Regions from separate parts of the Mus musculus genome. Here regions 1, 2, 3 and 4 are each linked to region 5. Evidence: chromatin contacts called from public promoter capture Hi-C data. All regions are on one chromosome and are shown on one strand. Each heading gives the region's core, a stretch centred on a gene start, on an enhancer-like site or on the middle of the called end of the contact. The rest is flanking DNA. Distances are from core to core; before and after follow the strand shown. Region 1 holds the start of Slc25a5 (solute carrier family 25 (mitochondrial carrier, adenine nucleotide translocator), member 5). Region 2 holds the start of Upf3b (UPF3 regulator of nonsense transcripts homolog B (yeast)). Region 3 holds the start of C330007P06Rik (RIKEN cDNA C330007P06 gene). Region 4 holds the start of Rnf113a1 (ring finger protein 113A1). Region 5 holds the start of Mcts1 (malignant T cell amplified sequence 1).

Region 1 (2,831 bases), core at 252-2,751, 1.8 Mb before region 5:
CTTCCAGAGGTCCTGAGTTCAAATCCCAGCAACCACATGGTGGCTCACAACCATCTGTAATGAGATCTGATGCCCTCTTCTGGTGTGTTGAAGACAGCTACAGTATATTTACATATCACAAGTAAACCTTAAAAAAAGAGATGAAATAAGCCCTCTCTCCTGAAGTTGTTTTGGGTCACGGTGTTTTATCACAGAAATCAAAGAAGCCCTAACTAAAACATCTACTATGTCTTAAGCATGGACAGGTACACTGGCATTTCACCTTTGGGAATTTTGAAGGTTGGACACCTATGGGTCAGATGCAGCTAAGTTTTCAACTGACGCCTTTATTTCTATAAAATAAACACTGGTTGTTTAGAAAGCAGTTTGGTGATCACATTATCTGCTTCTGTCCTGAACATGAGGGAGGATTCCTGATCTTCAGGTCGTTTGTAGCAAATATTTACTCGGCTCAGCATTAAGGGGCTCAGGGAACACAGGTCCATTGCCACTACCGTGGGAGTTCAGCAATCTAACAATCGAAGAGCACTTTACTTGGTGTCTGGAGTCAACTGCCAACTGCAATGTTAACCTTTTCAGCCTCTTATCCTTCTGGGTGTGCTCTGTATTTGGCTTCCAATTAAAATGATTTCCTCACCTTGAGTCTGTCCTTTGGACTTTCCAAGGCCAATTCCCTGAAAGATCTTTGTTAAGCTATTTGCAAACCAGTCTGGGGTATGCTGCCAGGATCGCACCCTGCTGGTAGGTACCTCAGTCTGGGGTATGCTGCCGGGATCGCATCCTGCTGGTAGGTACCTCAGTTTTCTCTGGCTCTGAAGACATTGTTCAAAGCAGTGTCAGGTCTAGGTAGTGAAGTTCACAGAACTTGACACAGAACCCCTCAGCCACCAAGATAAATGAATTTCATGTATAATGTGATGTTTTAAAAACTCAAAACCAATGCAAAAATCCTTGGATTGTTAATGTTAAGAACTTGACAGACAGGGATCCCATCCTGTACTAGTATGACCTTGGTTCATGTACCTCACTGTAATTCCAGTCCTGGTTCTACAATTAATTTTCGTTACAAAAATGGGTGAGTGAACTGCAGACCTTAAGTGTGTTTGAATGAAATCGATTAACATACCATTAGATATTTATCTCGATTCCTTAAGTTTGGGGAGGTTTTGTCTGTCTGAATCGTCTTCACCCTAGGCCTGGGTTGGTTTTTCTTGTTTTTTGTTTGTTTGTTTGTTTGTTTGTTTGTTTGTTTTGCTTGTCTTGTCGTTTGGGCACTTATCTTCACCCTTCCTCGCTATTCCCTGACACTTCTTAGGGTCCAGGTCCCCCAGTTGTAGGTACTCCTTGCAGCCTTTTCTTACTCTGGCCTGATCAGGTGCCAAGGGCAAGCGAGGCTGACAGGGCGACCTCCCAGGCTCCTCCCGCGTGTCCCGAGCCACTCAGCAGCTCTGCCATTCCGCGCGCCAGTACTGGGCGCCCGCCTTGGCCCGCCCCTTACGCCGGCAGCTCACCGCCTGGCTGCCGCTATATAAGTCGGCCATTTGCTTTGCTCCGCCCCAGAGCCCGGGAGTCAAAGCCGGTTGTCAACCCAGCCCTGTCCCGCACTCGCCTGCCTCTTCTTTTTTTGCTTTCAACATGACAGATGCCGCTGTGTCCTTCGCCAAGGACTTCTTGGCCGGTGGAGTGGCCGCAGCCATCTCCAAGACAGCGGTAGCACCCATCGAGAGGGTCAAGCTGCTGCTGCAGGTACGTTCTGAGATCGAGGGGCCCAGGCAGGAAGTAAAGGATCTGCACAGAAAGGGGGTACCCTAGCGGAAAAGTGGGGCTCAGTCTTTAGATTTGGGGGCAAGGTGAAGGCCGGGCCTAGCCAGTGTCAGATCGAAAGGCAACCGGGAGGAAGGCGCCTTTAAGGACCTGGAGTTTGAGTGTCGCAAGTGGTCGGGACCAGAGGGACCAGAGGCGCTCAGGGCCATCCCCGGCACAGAGAACTAGGATGGGGTTGCCCGAGAGGCTCTGTCTAGCCCGGATTTAGAGGCAAGGGCAATAGGCCTGAAAGCAGGCGCTGGAAAACAGAGTACCTGGCCTGACCGAAAACCTCAAGGTCACGGCAAGGAGATTACAGCTTTGGGCAGGCCACGCGGACCGGTTCTGCGGCCACGCAGCCGGCGAACAACGCGGTGTGGGCTCGCCGGCCGGCAGGCCGGAAGTGGACGCCGGGAAGAGCATGTGCCGGCTACGTCCGCCCCCGCGCAGCCCCTCGCCAGCCTTCCTGCCGCGCGCTCGCCGCGCACTGCCTCTAGGGGGCGCTCGCGGGCGAGCGTTTAGTCGTCGTCACCGCCACCCCTCCCGACAGGAGTGGGGGTGGGGCGGAAAGGGAGCAGCTCCGGAGACTAGAGAAGTTGACTGGTCACCAAGGTGACCGTGTCCTATGCAGGTCCCACCCTAATGCTTCTGAACCTGATCTGGAAGGAATGACCTTTCTTCCTGGTCTAAAGGTCATAGGTACGCTTGAGGGTGCCTCACTCACAGAAGTCGAGACTTACTACTTCTGATGGTGCTGCTCAATTCTTAAACACTTCCCCTACGCCCCCCAGTAGTGTCAGCAGTTAGAATTGTCCAGCTCATGTGATTCTGAAAGCTAGATTTGGAGAAAGGGGAACGAACCTTAACGATTTTATGTGTGTGTTCTTCCCTTTCCCCTTCTCTGTGATTATAACTGTCCCTATTGCCTTCTTCCTATCCATCAGGTGCAGCATGCCAGCAAGCAAATCACGGCAGATAAGCAATACAAGGGCATCATAGACTGCGTGGTTCGTATCCCCAAGGAACAG
Region 2 (2,804 bases), core at 272-2,771, 1.5 Mb before region 5:
GAGTCACCCTCCTGCTTCTGCATCCTTTGCTCTGATTACAGGCACATACCGCAAGTGGCAGCACACACTCTGTTCAATGTAACCATGAAAAACTCTCCTAAATCGTATACTCACCCTTATTGTCAAGGAATACATAGCCATCAAATCGGTCCCTGAATAAAAGAATGTCTTCTTGGTTTTTAAAGTTGATATATGCTCTGGCATACATATGAGGATAAAGGCTGTAGAGACGGAAAGCAATTACGTGACTATGGTTTCAGGTGTCTGACTGAATTGCAAACACATACACATTAAAGACACTAGCCCAAAAAGCGAAAAGGAGGGTAAAATATTAATTTTTTTTTTACCTAGTATCATTAGAAAAAAACTCAAAATAATCGTGCTCAGGCATAGGTTGAAGATGTTCCTGAAGCTGTTCCTTGGTCAAAGTGGGAGGTAATCTTCGAATTACCACCTTAGGAAACAAACGAGGAAAGGAAAATCAGTACATAGCAGCCAACTTTCTGGCATACCAGAATCATGGCTTCTGATAATCGGCTCTAAAATACAGACACTTACAAAAACACCGAACATATTCTCCTGCAATCCAATGCTATGAATTACTCAAAGGTATGGATAACGCGGGTTTATACAAACTCCTGGAAGTGACAACTGTCTGGGGCAAGGAAAATCCCAGGTTCTGTTCTTAAATGGAGTTTAAAACCCATTTTGAACGAATTCTGGTCTTTTGTCGGTGTCGCGACATTGTCTCTCTCACCGGTCTAAAATGCGCTAAATGAACTCCCTTCCCCATTCTGTGTACCACGGAAATCCTTTACCCATCGCCCTCCATCTGTCTGCTCCTCCAGGTTGGTCATCAATCCTCTTAATGTGCTCCCCCAACTCGCTTGCATTAACACGTACTTCACAATTACTCCCACCCCTAACCCCTGGTGTGGCAAGGTCTATTTAGCAATTCAAGCCAATTAAAGTTCCCCTATCTTTCCTGCTGCTCCCCTCTCTCATAACTACCCCACCGTCGCAGCTCTGAACTAACCTTTTCTCATCTGGGAACCCTCCTTTTCCCTCACCCCCACCCTCCATCCCCCCATTTCGGGGGCTTTATCAGAACCTGCTAATCCCATTTCCACCAGTGCGTGAGACAGTGCGAAGCAATTTCCATTCAGTTAGAAACAGAAGAGTTACCCGGGAGAGGAAGAGAGCAGCCCCATTCCCAGCCATGCTCCCCAGTCCGTGGACATGTCCCGCCCTCTTGTGCCACCACCCGATAGGCACCTTGCTCAAAGCTTCTTTCTTGTCCCTGTTGCGATCCTGCCTATCGTCCCCTTTGGCGCCTTCGGCAGTAGCGCCAATACAGCCGCCTGTGGCGCCCTGCGGCGTAAACAGGGTCACTCGTTTCTCCTTAGGCCTATGATCTTTTTCTTCCTTCATGGCCACGGTTACGCTCTTTAGAGCGGTGGCACAGCTGCTAAGCCGTTACGCCGGGCACCTACGACTCTCCGGGAGAGACCTCAGGAGCTCCGCCCCTAACAAATAGCCCTAGTGATAAGCAGAGCCCTGCGTTCCATTGGGCTCCCGGAGATCTCGCGAGAGTTTAAGGCCCTCGGTTTCACTCGGGGTTAGGGTTTTAATACCTGACCTTTACTTCCCGCCTGCCGAAGTCCCCATGCTGCCCAATCCCCTAGCGGCCCAGATTCCCTCGGGGCCCGCCCCTTAGCGCGTCATTAGCAACTCCGCCATCTTGTCTAGAAACGACTCGTTTCTGGACTACAACTCCCAGCATGCAAAGCAGCTGCCCGTTTAGGATTAGAAATGTGGGAATCATCCAGATTTTTAGTATATGTGATCATTTGATCTTAAAAATTTAGTGATTCTTTTTCAGATAAAAATACCATAAACATCTTAAGTATATATGATCCCTTAATCTTTTTGTTTGTTTGTTTTGTTTTTTTGAGACAGGGTTTCTCTGTGTAGCCCTGGCTGTCCTGGAACCCACTCTGTAGACTAGGCTGGTCTAGACCTCAGAAATCCACCTGCCTCTGCCTCCCGGAGTGCTGGGATTAAAGACGTGCGCCACCACTGCCCCGCTATGATCCCTTAATCTTAAAAGTTTAGTGCTTTTCTTTTTCAGATAAAAAATACCCACAAGGTTTTATGCCACGTGAGCCTATAATTGCAGCACTGGGGAATCTGAAAGAGAAGGATCAAGACAAATTCAAAGTGTGGTCTAAATAGCAACTTTCAGGCAAATTAGTGCTAGATAGTGGAACCGTACGTATATCAACCAAACAACCATCAGGTAAATAAACAGATAAGGAAAAGCTATTTAAAACTGAAGTATACTTTCAGAGGCATTAGGATTTACACATGCTCAAGAAACACACAAGATACTAATTTCAATGAATTATAACCAAAATGTATTACATTTGTTTTCACCACCTTTCTTTCTTTTCCAAATTAAAGAATTCTCTCCCAACACTGTTATCCAACAAGATGGGGAAAGGAAAATATCCAACTTGATTCTGTTCACTTTCTTCACTTTGAAAAAGGTCAAATACCCATTAACAGTTGAATGGACAAGCAAGATGTGATACATTCACAGAATGAAGTACAATGCCTTAGTAGTTGGTACATGCCATAAATTTGAGCAATAAAACGGACTCTTTAACCAGGTGTGGTAGCGTGTTCTGTAGTCCCTGCTTTGGGGAAGCTGAGTCAGGAGGGTCATGAAATACCCAACAAGATGTTTTCTGTAGAAGGAAAGAGGGAGGAAATGAAGAAAGGAAGAGAAGAATAAAGCATTT
Region 3 (2,700 bases), core at 148-2,647, 1.7 Mb before region 5:
CATTGCCTTCAGATAAAGCATTTCACTCTCCTCACCACAGTACTTATGAAGCCTTTTCTATAAAACAGTAAGCCATGCTCTGGCCACAGAAGACTACTGAAATGTCCCATAGACATATTTGATGCTCATAATGCTTCCAGATTCCCTCTACCTGGACTGTTTCCGCATCGTCTTCCAAGAACTAGTGAAGTCTTCGTTCAAGCCAAGCACAAACACCACTATCGTTCAGATCTTTTCCTGACCACAACACATGTAAAATAAATAACCTTCTCCCACCTGTTTTCCCATAGCCTTTGTTCACAGCACCAGCATTTCTTTCTATCATAAGAAGAAGCCTGTTTCCAAACTGATTTCTTTTAAAAGGACTGTGCCTTATTCACAGATTTGGTACCTAGCTCAGTACCTGACACATGACAGTCATAAGGCTGCAGATGTAACTGTAGGAGAGTGCCCACTAAACAAGAGTAAGGCCCTTGTTCCATCCCCAGCCCTGGAAATAATATTGATAACAACAGCAGAAGTTACAGGTTGTACTAACTCATTCAAGCCTGTAACTGGAACATCATAGCCATCAAATGCCAAGAGAGGCACATTTCAGTACCATTTCAACAAAGTACAATAAAGAATTTGTTGAATTAAAATAAGTTAGGAGATTAGCACAAACGTCAAAGTATCAGGCCTAACTGTATGAGCTGCTTAACACTAGCATAGGGTAATTTACATTCCTCGTAAAGAGACCGCAACCCAACAGTGAACTAGAGCATTAAGCCCTTACCTCCGAAGATAAGTAGTCTCCTCATCTTCTGTGTTACAAAACTTGTGAGCATGTTTGGCAGCATCGATCACGCGAGACCGGTCCCGGGGCCTCATGGGCAATTTCTCTAACTGGCAATCTGAAGGAATGGAGAAAAATTTCCTCGCTTAGTCACTAAAAAAAAAATACCCTGAACTTAAGAGTGGTAATGCACTCCTGGAAGGAGAATTACCAACAAGTTCGGGGACAATCTAGGCTACATAATGAGTTCAAGATCGAGCTACTTTGTGAGATCTTGTCTCAAAGGAGAAAAGGAAAAGGGGGGGGGGGGGCGGGGAGAAAGATTGAAAAAGAAAGAAAAAAGAAGCCCGATGTTTCCTTGCAGCCGCCACTTCCCGCCACTCACCCAGCACCAGGACCATCTGGCCACATAAACAGTAGTAGACATGGAGGGGCTTCTCGCCATCATCATATTCCTCGCGGTCCCGGGTGTCTGAGCAGACCACCGACCGCGACACGACTTTCGGCATAGCTCCGGCAGAGCAGCCAGAAAACTCCCAGAAAATGAAGAGTCGCGCCGAGATGGCGTCACAGACACTCGCGCCAGACCGTTTCTCCACTTGATCACGTGTTGACACCGGATTGATTAACTTCCGGAACGTCCCATCCCGCTAAATTGCAGGGAGAGGCGGGGGAGGGTGCTGAGTTGACAGAAGCTCAGTCAGCTGAGACAGCTTTAGATATCGACACCTTCCGTGTTATTTGAAATACTTTTATTTCTATACAGTCGTCAATATTGTTTTGATTTATTGGCGCCTCCGGAGCGCGCGCCCCCCTCCGCGTCCCCTCCCCTTCCCACGCTTGTATGTGACTTTCAGGATTCTGTTGCTTCCACTTAGTGGACCTCAAAACAAGCAACTCAGGTCTTCAGGCTTAGCGGCAAACTTTTACATACTGAGAGCCGGCTCTCTTGTTCATGAATATTTATGAGTATATGTAAAACTCGACATAATAAAGGACTGACTATACATTATAATATAACCTAGATCTTAGATATACTGGTAAATATTTTGGTTTTACGGGCTGTATTCAGAACCTAATGAAGTAGAAGCTTTTTTTTTTTTTTTTTTTTTTTCTGATGTAGTGGGGATTAAATATAGGGTGTTGTAAATACTTGACAGGCCTTCTATCACTGAGCTATATCCTCCAGTCCCGTTGCTTCTTTGTTTCTTAAATTGTGTTTTTTAAGCTTTTTTTATGCACATTGGTGTTTTGCCCGCATATACGTCTGTATGAGGGTGCCAAATCCCTTGGAACTGAAGTCACTGCCAGCTGCCATATGTGTGCTGGGAATTGAACCAGGGTCCTCTGGAAAAGCAACCAGTGCTCTTAACCACTGAGCCACCGCTCCCGCCCCTAGTTTAGCACCTCTAGTTTATTTATTTTAAGGTTTATATATCTTTACTTTATGTGTACTAGTGCTTTGCCCGAATATATGTCTGTGCACCTCATTTGTGCCTTGTTTCTGCAGAGGCCAGAAGGCGGCTTTGGATCTGGCATTACAGATGGTTGTAAGCTGCCATGACTCCAATGAGTACAATAGAACCCAAGTACTCTGGAACAGCAGCCAGCACTCTTTTTTTTTAAACTTTGTTTTCTGTTTATTATTTTACATACCCATCTTAACAAATCAAGTGTGACTTCTATAATGCTAAAATATTAATATCACAATATCAGAAAATAAAAAATGAAATATTAACTTTAAATGCTCTAGGAATGCAAGAGATTATGACTAAGGAGCAGACAATATATCTAGGTGTCAGAGCTCAATAGCTGAAGGAATAAACAATAAACACTAAGTGCTATCCAAGCAGAAATGAATCCCAGTGTTCAGGGGACAAAGGCACATCAGGTTTTCATAAAGCATATGATGGGACTGGTCTAGT
Region 4 (2,949 bases), core at 106-2,605, 1.4 Mb before region 5:
ATCTTACCTTGGACACATAGTAGCGATTGACTCCAGAGATACGTCTATCGCGTTCCATCAGATACCACTGGTACTGAACACGAGCAACTCGTTTTTCCTTTAAATAAAGGACAAGGCAGTTTATAAATATAAGTGACCCAGTAAAAAGATATACCCCACAATTTTTCTTAAATGACATACTAGAGGCTGAAGAGATAGCTCAGAGGGGAAGGGTACCTGCCTGCTATTCTTGGGTGCTCAACTGGCTTCCCAGCACCAAGTTGGTTGGATTTTATTTGGGGGGGGGAGGGGTCATAACTGCAAGTCCAGGAGAGATTCAATACCCTCTTCTACTCTTCATGGGTGCACACAGACAGCAGCAGACACATACATAGATAGTAAATCTTGACAAAGTTAAAACAAAAGCTAAATGACTAATACAAAGCCAAAATCTCCTAAATGAAACCAGACCATGATGGCAACTGACTTCTCAGCCTTCTCCCTTTTTGAGTTGGGGGAGGGGACCAACACCACTGATTTTTTTCCTTTATCCTCCTCCCCCTCTCAACTACTTCTTTTTTTTTTTTTTTTTTTTTGAGACGGGGCTTCACTGTAGTAGTACCAGCTTTCCTGGACTTGACTGCTCTTTGCTCCTGCAGTGGACTGGATTCGTGGCACCCACTTCTGCTGCCTCCTAGCCTCCTTTAACTACTAGTTCCAAGAGACCCGGGGACCTCTCTTGATCTCCGCGGGCTCCTGCACTCAAAGGCACAAATACATCCACCAAAATCAATTAAACAGTGTCCGCAAGGAGATGAACGATGGGAAGGAGCGGGGACATGACTAACACCTTTCTCCCTCTGCCTAGGAACCAGGGCCCAACTCTTGTCATCTACCTTGCTAACTGCCGAATAGATTTTGCCTTTTGGGCCACTCCTCCTCAGCCCTCAAACTGGCTATGTTTTACTAAAGTTAAAAGGTGGAATCCCAAGTCTCCGCGTTCAGGCAACATTAAGAGGAGGATCCCCCTTAGATGGCTTCTTCTTCACAGAGCGAAGGCGCATCCAAACGGCCACCGTCCCCCACCATAAATGGCCCCCGTCCCCCACCGTCCCCCACCCGCGGCCGAGTCGGCCGCCTTACCTTGCCCCCGTTGGTGAATTTGTGGATGTACGCAGTGGACACCCCGGGGATGACCAAGCACACCCCCATAATGGCGAGGCCAGGGAGAATCTCGAACCACATCTCCGCACCGTTACTCGCACGCCAACCCGTCACCGGCTCCTCAGAGGTGACCCGGCTTTACCTCTCTTCCGGCAGCACGCGGGAGGGGCGGTGCCCCGTACGGCTCCGGAGGAGGAAGCGACGGTGGCTGTGGGGGCCCAAAAGTGACTGGCGTTCGCGGTCCAGCAAGCGTTCCCGGACAGGATTCTTTCTGTCGTCCTACTCCTCCTATCTGATCCGCTGCATCAGAGACCACCACGGAGTGTGACGACGCGAAGCGGTCCCGGACGTCGCGGCAGTTTCAGAACTTGGGGATCTCTAAATGGCGGAGCAACTTTCTCCCGGGAATTCTACCCGTCAGGTGTGCACGTTCCTCTTCAAAAAGCCTGGGCGGAAAGGAGCGGCGGGCCGCCGAAAGCGCCGGCTCTGTGATGCAGGCTCCGGGGACAGCTGCAGCAGCAGTGATGAAGGCAGCTCTGTGGTCCGCCCGGAGAAGAAGCAAGCGACCCACAATCCGATGATCCAGAAGACGCGTGGCAGCGCTAAACAGAAGGCAACCTATGGCGGCTTGAGTAGCGAGGACGAGAATGAACCGGAGGGTCTCGGCGTCGTCTACAAGTCTACCCGTTCGGCAAAACCCGTGGGGCCCGAGGATATGGGGGCGACCGCCGTCTACGAACTGGACACTGAGAAGGATCGAGATGCACAGTCCATCTTTGAGCGGAGCCAGAAGATCCAGGAGGAGCTGAGGGGCAAGGAAGATGACAAGATCTATCGGGGAATCAATAATTATCAGAAGTACGTGAAGCCCAAGGATACATCCATGGGCAATGCTTCCTCCGGGATGGTGAGGAAAGGCCCTATCCGAGCTCCTGAGCATCTACGTGCCACCGTGCGCTGGGATTACCAGCCCGATATCTGTAAGGACTACAAGGAGACTGGTTTCTGCGGCTTCGGGGACAGCTGCAAATTCCTCCATGATCGTTCAGATTACAAGCACGGGTGGCAGATCGAACGTGAGCTTGATGAGGGTCGCTATGGTGTCTATGAGGACGAAAACTACGAAGTGGGAAGCGATGATGAGGAAATACCATTCAAGTGTTTCATCTGTCGCCAGACCTTCCAAAATCCAGTTGTCACCAAGTGTAGGCATTATTTCTGCGAGCGCTGTGCATTGCAGCATTTCCGTACCACCTCACGCTGCTATGTCTGTGACCAGCAGACCAATGGCGTCTTTAATCCAGCCAAAGAACTGATTGCTAAACTGGGAAAGCATCGAGCTGAAGCAGAGGGTGGTGTTTCTGATTCTCTAGAAGACATAGAGGAGAGTCCAGTTTCCATTATTTAGACTTTCCATAATTCTCAGTCTCAAAATAAATGTTTTGTTGTTTCTTAAAATCTTTTCTTTCTTTCTTTCTAAAGGGAAGTGGCAGAGAAGGTAGGCGATGGAGTAGGGCTCCAGAGGAAAAGCTTCAAGATAGGTATTATCTGGAATTCTAGACCTGAAATAACTTCCATGACTATAGCATAGGTCATGTGGATGGGAGAAGTTCATGAACAATGCTAGGATTTACGTAAGGGAACCCAAGTCGGGATGACATCAAGAACTGATTCTATTATATCACATTTGAATAGTTTAGAAATTACTCTGATGCTTTATCTGTTGGTACAAGTGCTGTTTTCAAATGCACATTTGGAGGGCTTGAGTTGGTCCTCGATCTCTTTGAGGGTGTTTCTTGCAGTCTT
Region 5 (2,954 bases), core at 132-2,631:
GTCCTGAGTTCAAATCCCAGCAACCACATGGTGGCTCACAACCATCTGTAATGGAATCGATGTCCTCTTCTGGTGTGTCTGAAGACAGCGACAGTGTACTTACACATAATAATAAATAAATCTTTGGGCCGGAGTGAGCAGGGCCTGGGTGAGCAGAGGTTTGAGTTCAATTCTCAGCAACCACATGATGGCTCACAACCATCTGTACAGCTAGAGTGAACTCATATACATAAAATACATAAATAAATCTTTAAGAAAAATGTTTTAGAAAGTATTCAAAGCTTAATGTGGTGGCACATGCTTTTAATCCCAGTACGAGTGAGGCAGAAGCAGGCAGGCGTCTGAATTTGAGGCCAGTCTGATCACCATAAGGAGTTCCAGGTCAGCTAGCATATATAGTGAAACTCTGTCTCAGAGAAAAACAAACAAAACAAAACAAACAACAACCCCCTACCATACAACCAAAATGTATTTCTTTATCTTTTCATTTCACTTGTGACTACTATTACTGGAGCAGCAGTCTTTTTATTCTTTAAGGGAATTACCTTATTTTCCTTTTTTCATTTGTTTTCTTTTAGAGATAGGGTCTCAAGTCTTCTCCAACCCTTCAAGGTTTGTGATTAGGGCATGAGTTATCATGCCTGGGAGGAAATTACATTTTTGTTTGTGTTCAAGAAATCAATTTTATTTGTTTTGCTTCTTTTTCAAGACAGGCTCTCTGTGTAGTTCTAGTTGTTCCGGAACTAGTTCTGTAGACCAGGCTGGCTTTGAACTCAGAGATCATCAGCCTGTCCTGCCCCCACCCCCACCCCAACTCCCATCCCTGTACTGGTTGGTATTAAAAGCTTGTGCCAAGATGTCCTGTTACATTCCTGATTTATAGTTCAGTTTTTAACTATCAGAGTGAAGCAGGGGACAGCAACCTGATGACTTATTTGATAATTCTATGACAGCACTTCACTGTCCAATGATTATAGCTACCAGATTAAAAAAAAGGTTGTTCAATTAAATTCAGAAAAACAAGTAGTTCTTAGCATAAGCAAGGTCAAAACGTAGATGAAGTATACTTGCACCAAAAGGTGTTCACCTTATTTGAAATTCAAATTTGACTAGGTATCTTGTAATTTTATTTGCTGAACCTGACAACTTTGACATTAATTTAACATGAAGCTATGAGGCTCGCCTAGGCTCAAGCAGCTTGATAGGCATCAATTCACTCTGTTGCTTCAGATAGGAAGCAAAACCTATTATCCTTACAAACTATTTAGCATAGTGGTAGGTGGCAACAAAGACCTAAGAATCTTGACCCTTTGAGGAACCCGTAACTGACTGCCACAATTTCTGCTTTGATTGATTCCCTCCCCCACTCTATTCTTCCAGCAACCAGAAAGAATTGCTTGATCACTTCTTCCTTCTGAAGTCCCGCCCTTTCGGCTACCCCCAATGGAGACTAAGCTGTTACTGAAAAGGAGCCGACAAAAGCGTCAACGTGGAGTCGAGAGGAGCGGAAGTAGTCAGATTTCGCTAAGGGCCGTAAAGCGGATAGTGTTTTCGCCTTCCGGATTAACGACAGCAGCTCCGACTGTCAGTGCAGGCCTTCCTCGTGCTGGACCCTTCCTAATTCAATTTCCTTCCCATTCCGGGCCCTTCCCTATCGTCGCCCCTTTCACCTTGGATCATGTTCAAGAAGTAAGGACACGCTGTGGCCTCCATTGGCTGCTTAGAAAGGCGGTGGGGGTGGGGGTGGGGAAGAGGGAGAGAGCAAAGGTCCTCTTTCTCTCTCCCCCGCCCCTGCCATCCTGACTTCCTAAGGTTTTGTAAAGTATAGTACTATGCTCACTTCGGACTTGGACCACTTCTTTAAGCTTTCCATCCTTAATCTTCAGTCGGGGCTTGGCTCTCCCGCTCCCATTTCCTTTTTCCTTAGCCCTGTTCTGCCTTTCCAGCAGTGCTATCTCCATTCCTAGTATTCTACCAATCACATCCTTGCACTGTGATTTAGGGGCACATCCTCAGCTGAGAGGAGAGCCCTGCACTCTGCTATATGTTTATTAGTTATGAACTGAAAAAAGGAAGGCTTGACTTCCTGGGTCATGGCAGTGAGGGAGTCTGGGTGACAGGAAGCAAGCGGCTGGCCTGTCAAGCCTATTGCTAAGCTGCTAGATTAACCTTGTCTTGAGAACAACGTGGTAGCCCTATGTGCTAGTCTGTGTAAGGAAGACCAATTTCCTTGGAAACCTATCCAGTGGGTTTATCTTCCAGATCTGATAGACGCAAAAGGAAAAAAGGGGAACATGGGCAAAGGAAGGTGGGTTTTGTGCATGAAAATTTGAGCAAATCTGGACAGGGATTTTAAAATTATCTCACTATTTCTTTAAAAAAAAAAAAAACAAAAAACAACAGACTACATAGCCTGCTGGGGCTCTCATTCTTTTGTTATGCTTCGGTTAGTCTTTTGTATTTTAATGTGTGAGGTTTCTTTTAGATTAAAAAATAGATTTTTATTAAATAGATGGGAGTCTTTTTTTCCTTTGAGCAGAAATTTTCAGTAAAAGGCATTTTTGTTAGCTGACAACAGATTCTAGCATAACAATTTCTTTGCCCCCAATAATTGCAGTATGTATGAGAGTTTATTCTAATACTGTCTTTAACACGTTGGTTTTGTATTGTATAAGACAAATGGAAATTTGTATTTTAAAAACAATTTATTTCATAATTATTTTAAGCATGAGTACTTGCTTGGGAATAGATGATTAATTAGAACCTTACTTTTAGATTTCTGATTCTTCTGCTTAGCAATGCCCTTTTTTTTTCTCTTCAAAAAAAAATCATTTGCCAGATTTGATGAAAAAGAAAATGTGTCCAACTGCATCCAGTTGAAAACCTCGGTTATTAAGGGTATTAAAAATCAATTGCTAGAGCAATTTCCAGGTATTGAACCATGGCTTAATCAA

What was found. Promoter capture Hi-C pulls out the DNA fragments that hold promoters and counts their contacts.
Region 1: a promoter capture Hi-C map of erythroid cells shows a contact between it and region 5, with 8 times the contacts expected there. The contact joins the promoter of Slc25a5 here to the promoter of Mcts1 in region 5. A contact is called at or near these places in 2 of 39 promoter capture datasets (erythroid cells and liver).
Region 2: a promoter capture Hi-C map of liver shows a contact between it and region 5, with 4 times the contacts expected there. The contact joins the promoter of Upf3b here to the promoter of Mcts1 in region 5. A contact is called at or near these places in 3 of 39 promoter capture datasets (liver and pre-B cells) and 1 of 115 datasets of contacts at active chromatin or transcription factors (large pre-B cells).
Region 3: a promoter capture Hi-C map of pre-B cells shows a contact between it and region 5. The contact joins the promoter of C330007P06Rik here to the promoter of Mcts1 in region 5. A contact is called at or near these places in 4 of 39 promoter capture datasets (the C10 cell line, erythroid cells, liver and 1 more).
Region 4: a promoter capture Hi-C map of hippocampal neurons shows a contact between it and region 5, with 4 times the contacts expected there. The contact joins the promoter of Rnf113a1 here to the promoter of Mcts1 in region 5. A contact is called at or near these places in 4 of 39 promoter capture datasets (hippocampal neurons, liver and pre-B cells).

Annotation. Positions count from the first base shown.
Region 1 is chrX:36,794,096-36,796,926 of GRCm38.p6, forward strand. It overlaps Slc25a5 (solute carrier family 25 (mitochondrial carrier, adenine nucleotide translocator), member 5), which reads left to right and starts at 1,502. Exons shown (of 4, transcript NM_007451.4): 1 at 1,502-1,746; 2 at 2,748-2,831. The coding sequence starts at 1,636.
Region 2 is chrX:37,108,801-37,111,604 of GRCm38.p6, forward strand. Upf3b (UPF3 regulator of nonsense transcripts homolog B (yeast)) reads right to left here and starts at 1,522. Exons shown (of 10, transcript NM_026573.3): 1 at 1,276-1,522; 2 at 348-454; 3 at 115-221. The coding sequence starts at 1,431.
Region 3 is chrX:36,862,849-36,865,548 of GRCm38.p6, forward strand. It overlaps C330007P06Rik (RIKEN cDNA C330007P06 gene), which reads right to left and starts at 1,398. Exons shown (of 7, transcript NM_029951.1): 1 at 1,161-1,398; 2 at 776-893. The coding sequence starts at 1,284.
Region 4 is chrX:37,189,867-37,192,815 of GRCm38.p6, forward strand. Rnf113a1 (ring finger protein 113A1) reads left to right here and starts at 1,356. Exons shown (of 1, transcript NM_153503.2): 1 at 1,356-2,601. The coding sequence starts at 1,526. The coding sequence ends at 2,551. It overlaps Ndufa1 (NADH:ubiquinone oxidoreductase subunit A1), which reads right to left and starts at 1,372. Exons shown (of 3, transcript NM_019443.2): 1 at 1,123-1,372; 2 at 8-97. The coding sequence starts at 1,224.
Region 5 is chrX:38,599,090-38,602,043 of GRCm38.p6, forward strand. Mcts1 (malignant T cell amplified sequence 1) reads left to right here and starts at 1,382. Exons shown (of 6, transcript NM_026902.4): 1 at 1,382-1,689; 2 at 2,840-2,954. The coding sequence starts at 1,679.